Linked DNA regions of Mus musculus: region 1 is linked to region 2. A link is a contact called in public promoter capture Hi-C data. All regions are on one chromosome and are shown on one strand. Each heading gives the region's core, a stretch centred on a gene start, on an enhancer-like site or on the middle of the called end of the contact. The rest is flanking DNA. Distances are from core to core; before and after follow the strand shown.

Region 1 (3,013 bases), core at 87-2,586, 98 kb after region 2:
AACCCTTAAAAATAGAAAAGACAAAATGTATTAGGATGTTTTCAATAAAAATATTGTCCGTGATTCACAGCTGGGGGGGGAGGGGTGCTCGTGCAGCACCACACACCAGGGGCATGGAGAAAAGCCACTATGTTGAAAGATAGCAACCAGGAATACCTTTTCTAGTAATTTAGTTGTACTAAATCAGACTTTAATCTCCTCCAATTGCTTTGTACAGCGGGCATCTTGGGTTGCACATCAAGTACTTTAGTCACAGTGGCTCACGATCCTCCCACCGATGCTGTAAGGCACAGGTACTTTTAGAACCCACATCTTATACAAGAGGAAACTCAGACATGTTTAGAGAAGTTTAACCAATTGTCCAAGGGCACTAAAAGTGAGGATTCACATTCCAACTAAGCATCAGGAATCCACAGCAGTACCTCAGTCACTGTGACAGCTACTTTGAGATCTCGATAAAACCAATCACTTGCACTTAGTGTGACCAGATCTCTCCCCTCTAAAGTATCCTTTTAGTCGCACGCCCCTGTGATGGTCACAAGGCTGAAAGGTAACAGCGCGATAGACTGTGCCTATAGCTTTTGGACACTTAAGTAAAATCACACGAAGGAACTTGTGTGGTCTGAAATGGAGACACCGGCCCAAGCAAGAGGAGGGGTGGATCTCGGAGAACGAGAGACATCACCAAAATTTCTACTGCAGCCTCTAGTTCCTGCCTTTGCTTTCACTATCAGGCTCCTTCGAGACCTCAAAGCCTCCTTATTCTGGCTGCTTTCCATCTCTCCCACTCTCAAGGATGCAAGGGACGGAGGTTGGGCGCGGGGGCCTACGCTAGGGCAAAGCGGGGTTCTGAGAGGAAGGCGGGCGCCCCAGCAGACGCCGGCAGGAGCGCGCGGAAAGGCAGGTGGGGTCGCGCGGAGAGCCAAAGACAGGGGCAGGGGTGAGAGCGGCGGGAATGGAGGTGGGATGCGGACCCCGACTGAAGCCAAAGAGGCGCGGCGGAAGGAGCCGGACTGCCAAGCCGGGTGCTCCGAGAAAGGGAGCGGGACTGGAACCAGGGCATTTCCAAACCGCGTAGAAAACGACCTCGAGCGCAGCCGCGGGCCCCGTGACGGTGGGGACCCCGGTCGCCCGAGGTGCGCGGCCCCGAGCCCAGAGGCACCCACCCTTGCAGCGCCCGGGGCCTTGCGTACCTGAGGCGGCCGCCTGGCTCTCCTCCACTCCCCGTCGGTCCCCGACGCCGCCCGCCGACCCTCGGCGAGCTGCGGGGCTCCAGAAGGCCGGCCCCTCAGCTGCCTGCCGGTCCGACATCTGCAGCCCGCGCCGGGAGCGGCTCCGCAGCCAGCGGCTTGCGGCTCCGGAAACAGCCGAAGGCGAAGCGAGCGCGGCAGAGGAGAGCCGAGCGGAGCCGAAGCGAGCCACGGGCCGGAAGGAGCGGCTGGGCGGCAGAGGGTAGCGCTGGCCTGACACGTGAGAGGGGCGGGGGGGGGGGGGGGCGTGCTTTTTCGGTCGCCGGTTTTTACAGTCCGCACTTGGAAGGATCGACAAAATCTCGGGAAGAGTCTGGAAAACCCCGCCGGAAATCGTGGTATCCATAGAGACGCTGTCGGAAGTTGAGGTTGCTAGGAGGCCTTGGGCGCATCGACTGACATGTCTGAAGTCTCAGGAGATTATAATTCTGACTCCGATGAGAGTCTGAGTCTGCAGCCTAAAAGAACCAAATCTGGTAAATTACATAATGCTAACGCAGACACCTTGTTTGAGGTAAGCTCTAAGCTGTCCCCAAATACTGACCGAGACCCAGGAAATGTAGGAAATGTGCCACTAGAGCCAACCAGGACACGCAAGGGGGATTTGGTGCCCGTAGGTAAAAATCATGAGGTGCCAGACCTACAACGACAGGACGTTTCAGTAGGTGTGTTCAAAGGACCACCTACAAGAACAGGTACACAGCTACCAACAAAAATAGATCCAGAGCAGAAGACACCAGATATTCGAAGTGAAAAACTAAGAAAATCAGTTGAAGAGGAAGCTCTACCTCCATCCAAGATGACCAAATCGGAAAAGAAACAAAAAGAGTCAATTAAAGAAAAAAGTACAGAGCCATATGAGGTAACTAAACCTAAGTTCCCAGACCGGAAGCTAAGGAAGTCTACTGAGGAAGCAGATCTCAAACCTCACTTCAAGTCCACAGAGCAGTCAGGCACAGAGCAACCTGAGCAGACTAAGTTCCCAGACAAAAAACTAAGACAGTCAACTAAAAAGAAAGTCTCAGGGCCACTGGAGGATTTTGAAGAAGAATCAAGAAGACCCATTGATGAAGCAAGTCTAGAACTCTCACAAAAGAGACCATTAAAGGCTTCAAAGAAAGCACAAAAAAGCTCTTTTGATGAAAAATTTCCAGAGATGCTAGAACAGATTACTGTAGAACTACTAGATGACCAAGAGGAGACACAAGAAGAGTCCATTAAGGAGAAAGTTCCAGAACCATTAGGGGACCGGAAACCATCAGCTCAAAAGCACAAGCTGAGAAAATCAAGTGAAAGGTCTAAATTAAAGGACACATTAATAGAGCCAAGTAAGGACAAGGACCCGGGGCTACAAACACAGACTGAATTTCCAAAGGAGAAACTAATAAAGACAACGGAGAAAACGGGTGACAAGCCACAGCAGATAACTGATCCAGACATTCAAGAGAAGTCGCAGCCAGAACCAACCGAGAAAAATCTAGAGTTACCAAATAAACCCAAGCCAGAAGAGGAGAGAGACCTCCCCAAGGAAGACAAACCAGAATCAAGCAAACCTAATTATCCTGCAGGCAAAGATAAGCTAGCATTACCAGCCAAGATTAAAACTGAGTTTATAGTAGGATCTCCTAGAGAAAGCGTAGAGTCCTTCAGTACATTGTACGAAACCCAGGAGTTCCTCAAAGACCTTCAGACTGACATGAACGAACTGTTCCCAATCGTTGATGCTTCAGAGTCTCAGACAGAACTGAGGGATTCTACAGTGT
Region 2 (2,858 bases), core at 98-2,597:
CCCCCCCCCATACAGTTAAGCAGTGAGTTCAAAGGAAGAAACAGAAGCTCAGAGAGTTTGTTAAGCAAGCTGCCTTAAGTTACACAGTAAAGCCACAGTGGGTATCAGAATCTGGGGGAATGAGTTTAGAAAAATACAGTTGGCACAACCAAAAAAACTTCAGCCTCGCTGGGGAGAGCTTGCATTTTTGTGTAACTCTTTTGTGTCACTGAATTTATTCCCTTTCCATCTGGAAGAGGCTTTGTAAAGTCCTGTTTGAAAGTTTTGAGCTGGCCTAGGGAGCTGCGATGAGGGAGTGTGGCCCTTTGGTGACAGAGCCTGAGGTGAAGCTGAAAACCAGCAGGCTTTCTGTGGGGTGGTCTCTCTCTCTCTCTCTCTCTCTCCCTCCCTCCCTCCCTCCCTCCCTCCCTCCTTCTCTCTCTCTCTACCTCCCCTCCCCCCCCGGGGGGGGGGCGGTGAGACTGGATGCCTCCCTCCTGGAGCTTCTCTGGTCCTAAGCCTGTGCTTTCTCATCTTACTGGTAGCTGAACTTGAGTTCTCCTGGGCCAGGACTACATGGTCTCCTTCCATTCGAGCGGGAACGGGGTCCGTTCTACCGTTCTAGGTGCCTGCATACACTAACTAGCCCTTTGAGTCACTCATTTCCTCCTACCGGCCCAGCTCCTGTGAGTGGCCCTGCATTTACTAGCCACGGGACACTGAGATAACAATGGGAGGAGAGTGGGGGCATTGCATCTACCTGCCCACACTGTGGGTGCTGGTAAAGGACCCCATCGGACCTCAACCAGTTCAGATAAGAGCTACTGCTATCCGGGAAGAGCAGATGGGACAGCACCACCTGTCGCTGCGCACACACCCCTCTCTCAGAAGCACCACAGCAGGCGGGCAATTTCTCCTCCATCAGTGACAAGCCAAGCAATCTCGAGCCCACTACGGTTAGGCACCCCTTCACTCGCGCCCCAGTGCCCCGCAGCTCTCACCTGGCGAACAGGACAGTGCCATGTTCCAGAGGGCTGCGGCTCACTACCCGCCAGCTCTGCCGGATCAGCTCTGACTCCGGGCGCTCCATGCTCTCTCTCCCAGGAGACTCGCGGGACGCAGTGATGGGACCCTCGAGGCGTGGGTGCAGTCAACGCACATGCAGCGCCATCTCCTCGGCGACGCGGGGGAGCCCCCCTCCAGGCCCAGTGCCTTAGTTGGGTGGGGCCCAGCAACTGCGCCTTTACTGGTCCAGCCCAGAGGATGCGCACGGCCAGCTTGGCCTCGGGCGCTTCCGGGGACCCCGCTTGGGCAGCTGCGCCCTACACCCCGAAGCTCCCAGAGAACCGCCCATTAAAGCTACGGTGGCTCCCACCCACTCTGGCCCAGTGAGGCTTGCGCGCTCCCTCTGCACCCGCCTTAGGAAGGTACTACCCGAGGCCTGGGAAATGTCCAGGCTTCAGAGTCTAACAGAAATTGCCGAGCCTCTGGGCTTGTTTTAGTCTTGAAAACTAATGATATGACTGCTTCTCTGGACTGGCTTGTGCCACATGCCTGTAATCTCAGCCTTGAGAGGCAGAAAACTGAAAGGATTAATACCAGTCTGGGCTACATAAATTGTGTCATTCCCCTCCAGTACTAAGTAAATAATCACTTCCTATTTCTGATGAAGCGACTGGGAGGCCCAGTGTTCAAGGTGAGTCCCATCTCTCCACTGAAAAACTCTCGGGTTTGCCATCTCCTGGGCTCATGGTCTCCTGTCTTCTCTAGAGTTCAGCTAGAGGGACCTAGGTCACCAAACTGGTCTGCCTGTCTGTCCTCTGCTCAAACCCTGGGTACTTGCACAACTTTGGGTTCACCAAAGCTCTCTCTCAGTTTAAGGGGCAGAGGCCAAAACATAGACATCTCCAGACAAGTGTGGGCTCCAATCTCAGGTCTGTTGGATCACCTCAGCCCCCAGACAGTAACTAGTAATGCGCTGCGTACACATTCATGGAGTTAACGTCATGTTCTGCCATCGCACGACCTACTGAAAATGGTGATATGAACCCCAAACAAGTAAACCCCCAACACCCTCCAAAGTCAAAACTAAGAAACGAGGTGCTGGGGATGGTCCAATGGGCATCCTTTCAGCAATTGTGAACACACACATACACAGAGCTGGAGTAGTGGTCTAATCCCAGTACTGAGGAGGCAGAGGCAGGCAGATCTCAGTGTGTTTCAGGACAGCCAGGGTTCTGTAGAGAAACTGTCTCAAAAAAAAAAAAAAAAAAAAAAAAAAAGAAGAGGCCACCTGACTCTAATAGGAGCACTGAGAGTTAGAAAACTGTAGGATTTCTAGGGCTCCGCTAGCAAGACATTGACCTCTAAGGACAGTGAGAGACTGTCCCAAAAAATTAGCTGGAGCAACTGAGGAAGAAACACAAAACACTATTTTCTAAACGTAGTTCAGGTAGGTCCTGTGTTTGCCACTCGGAGTGTGCAGCTGGCCACCTTCCAGGTAGCTGTGTTGTTCTCTTTCAAGCATGACTGTTCTTTCCAGGGGCCCAGGCTTTGGAGGACACACTCCCTTTATCTTTCACTATCTTTGAGTCTCTTCTGCTTCCTCAGATGTACTGGAAGGGATTGAGTGGCAAGCTCTCTCTCCACAGTCCTTATCGAATGGATATAAATCAGTGCCCTTGGTTTTCAGTTATGAGCAGACTGTGATCCCTCGGACAACCCCATGTTAGATGTAGAGTACACAGACCATGGCTTCTAGGACTTAGCCTTTTGTCCTGCTCCAACCAAGTTCCATGGAAACATCTACTCACCCTCTCCTGAATGACATCTGAGCACAACTTACTTGGCTCTTCCCCATCTCTTTCGTATCTCTGGTC

The links. Capture Hi-C pulls out chosen DNA fragments and counts their contacts.
Region 1: a promoter capture Hi-C map of pancreatic islet shows a contact between it and region 2. The contact joins the promoter of Tmed8 here to the promoter of Ngb in region 2. A contact is called at or near these places in 10 of 39 promoter capture datasets (the 3T3-L1 cell line, embryonic stem cells, frontonasal cranial neural crest and 6 more), 1 of 484 Hi-C or Micro-C datasets (embryonic stem cells), 2 of 115 datasets of contacts at active chromatin or transcription factors (both in embryonic stem cells) and 3 of 9 other capture datasets (adipose tissue, embryonic stem cells and pancreatic islet).

The regions. Positions count from the first base shown.
Region 1 is chr12:87,198,893-87,201,905 of GRCm38.p6, forward strand. It overlaps Tmed8 (transmembrane p24 trafficking protein 8), which reads right to left and starts at 1,337. Exons shown (of 6, transcript NM_001033475.3): 1 at 1,194-1,337. The coding sequence starts at 1,311. It overlaps Samd15 (sterile alpha motif domain containing 15), which reads left to right and starts at 1,616. Exons shown (of 4, transcript NM_001290288.2): 1 at 1,616-3,013. The coding sequence starts at 1,651.
Region 2 is chr12:87,101,192-87,104,049 of GRCm38.p6, forward strand. It overlaps Ngb (neuroglobin), which reads right to left and starts at 1,348. Exons shown (of 4, transcript NM_022414.2): 1 at 981-1,348. The coding sequence starts at 1,069.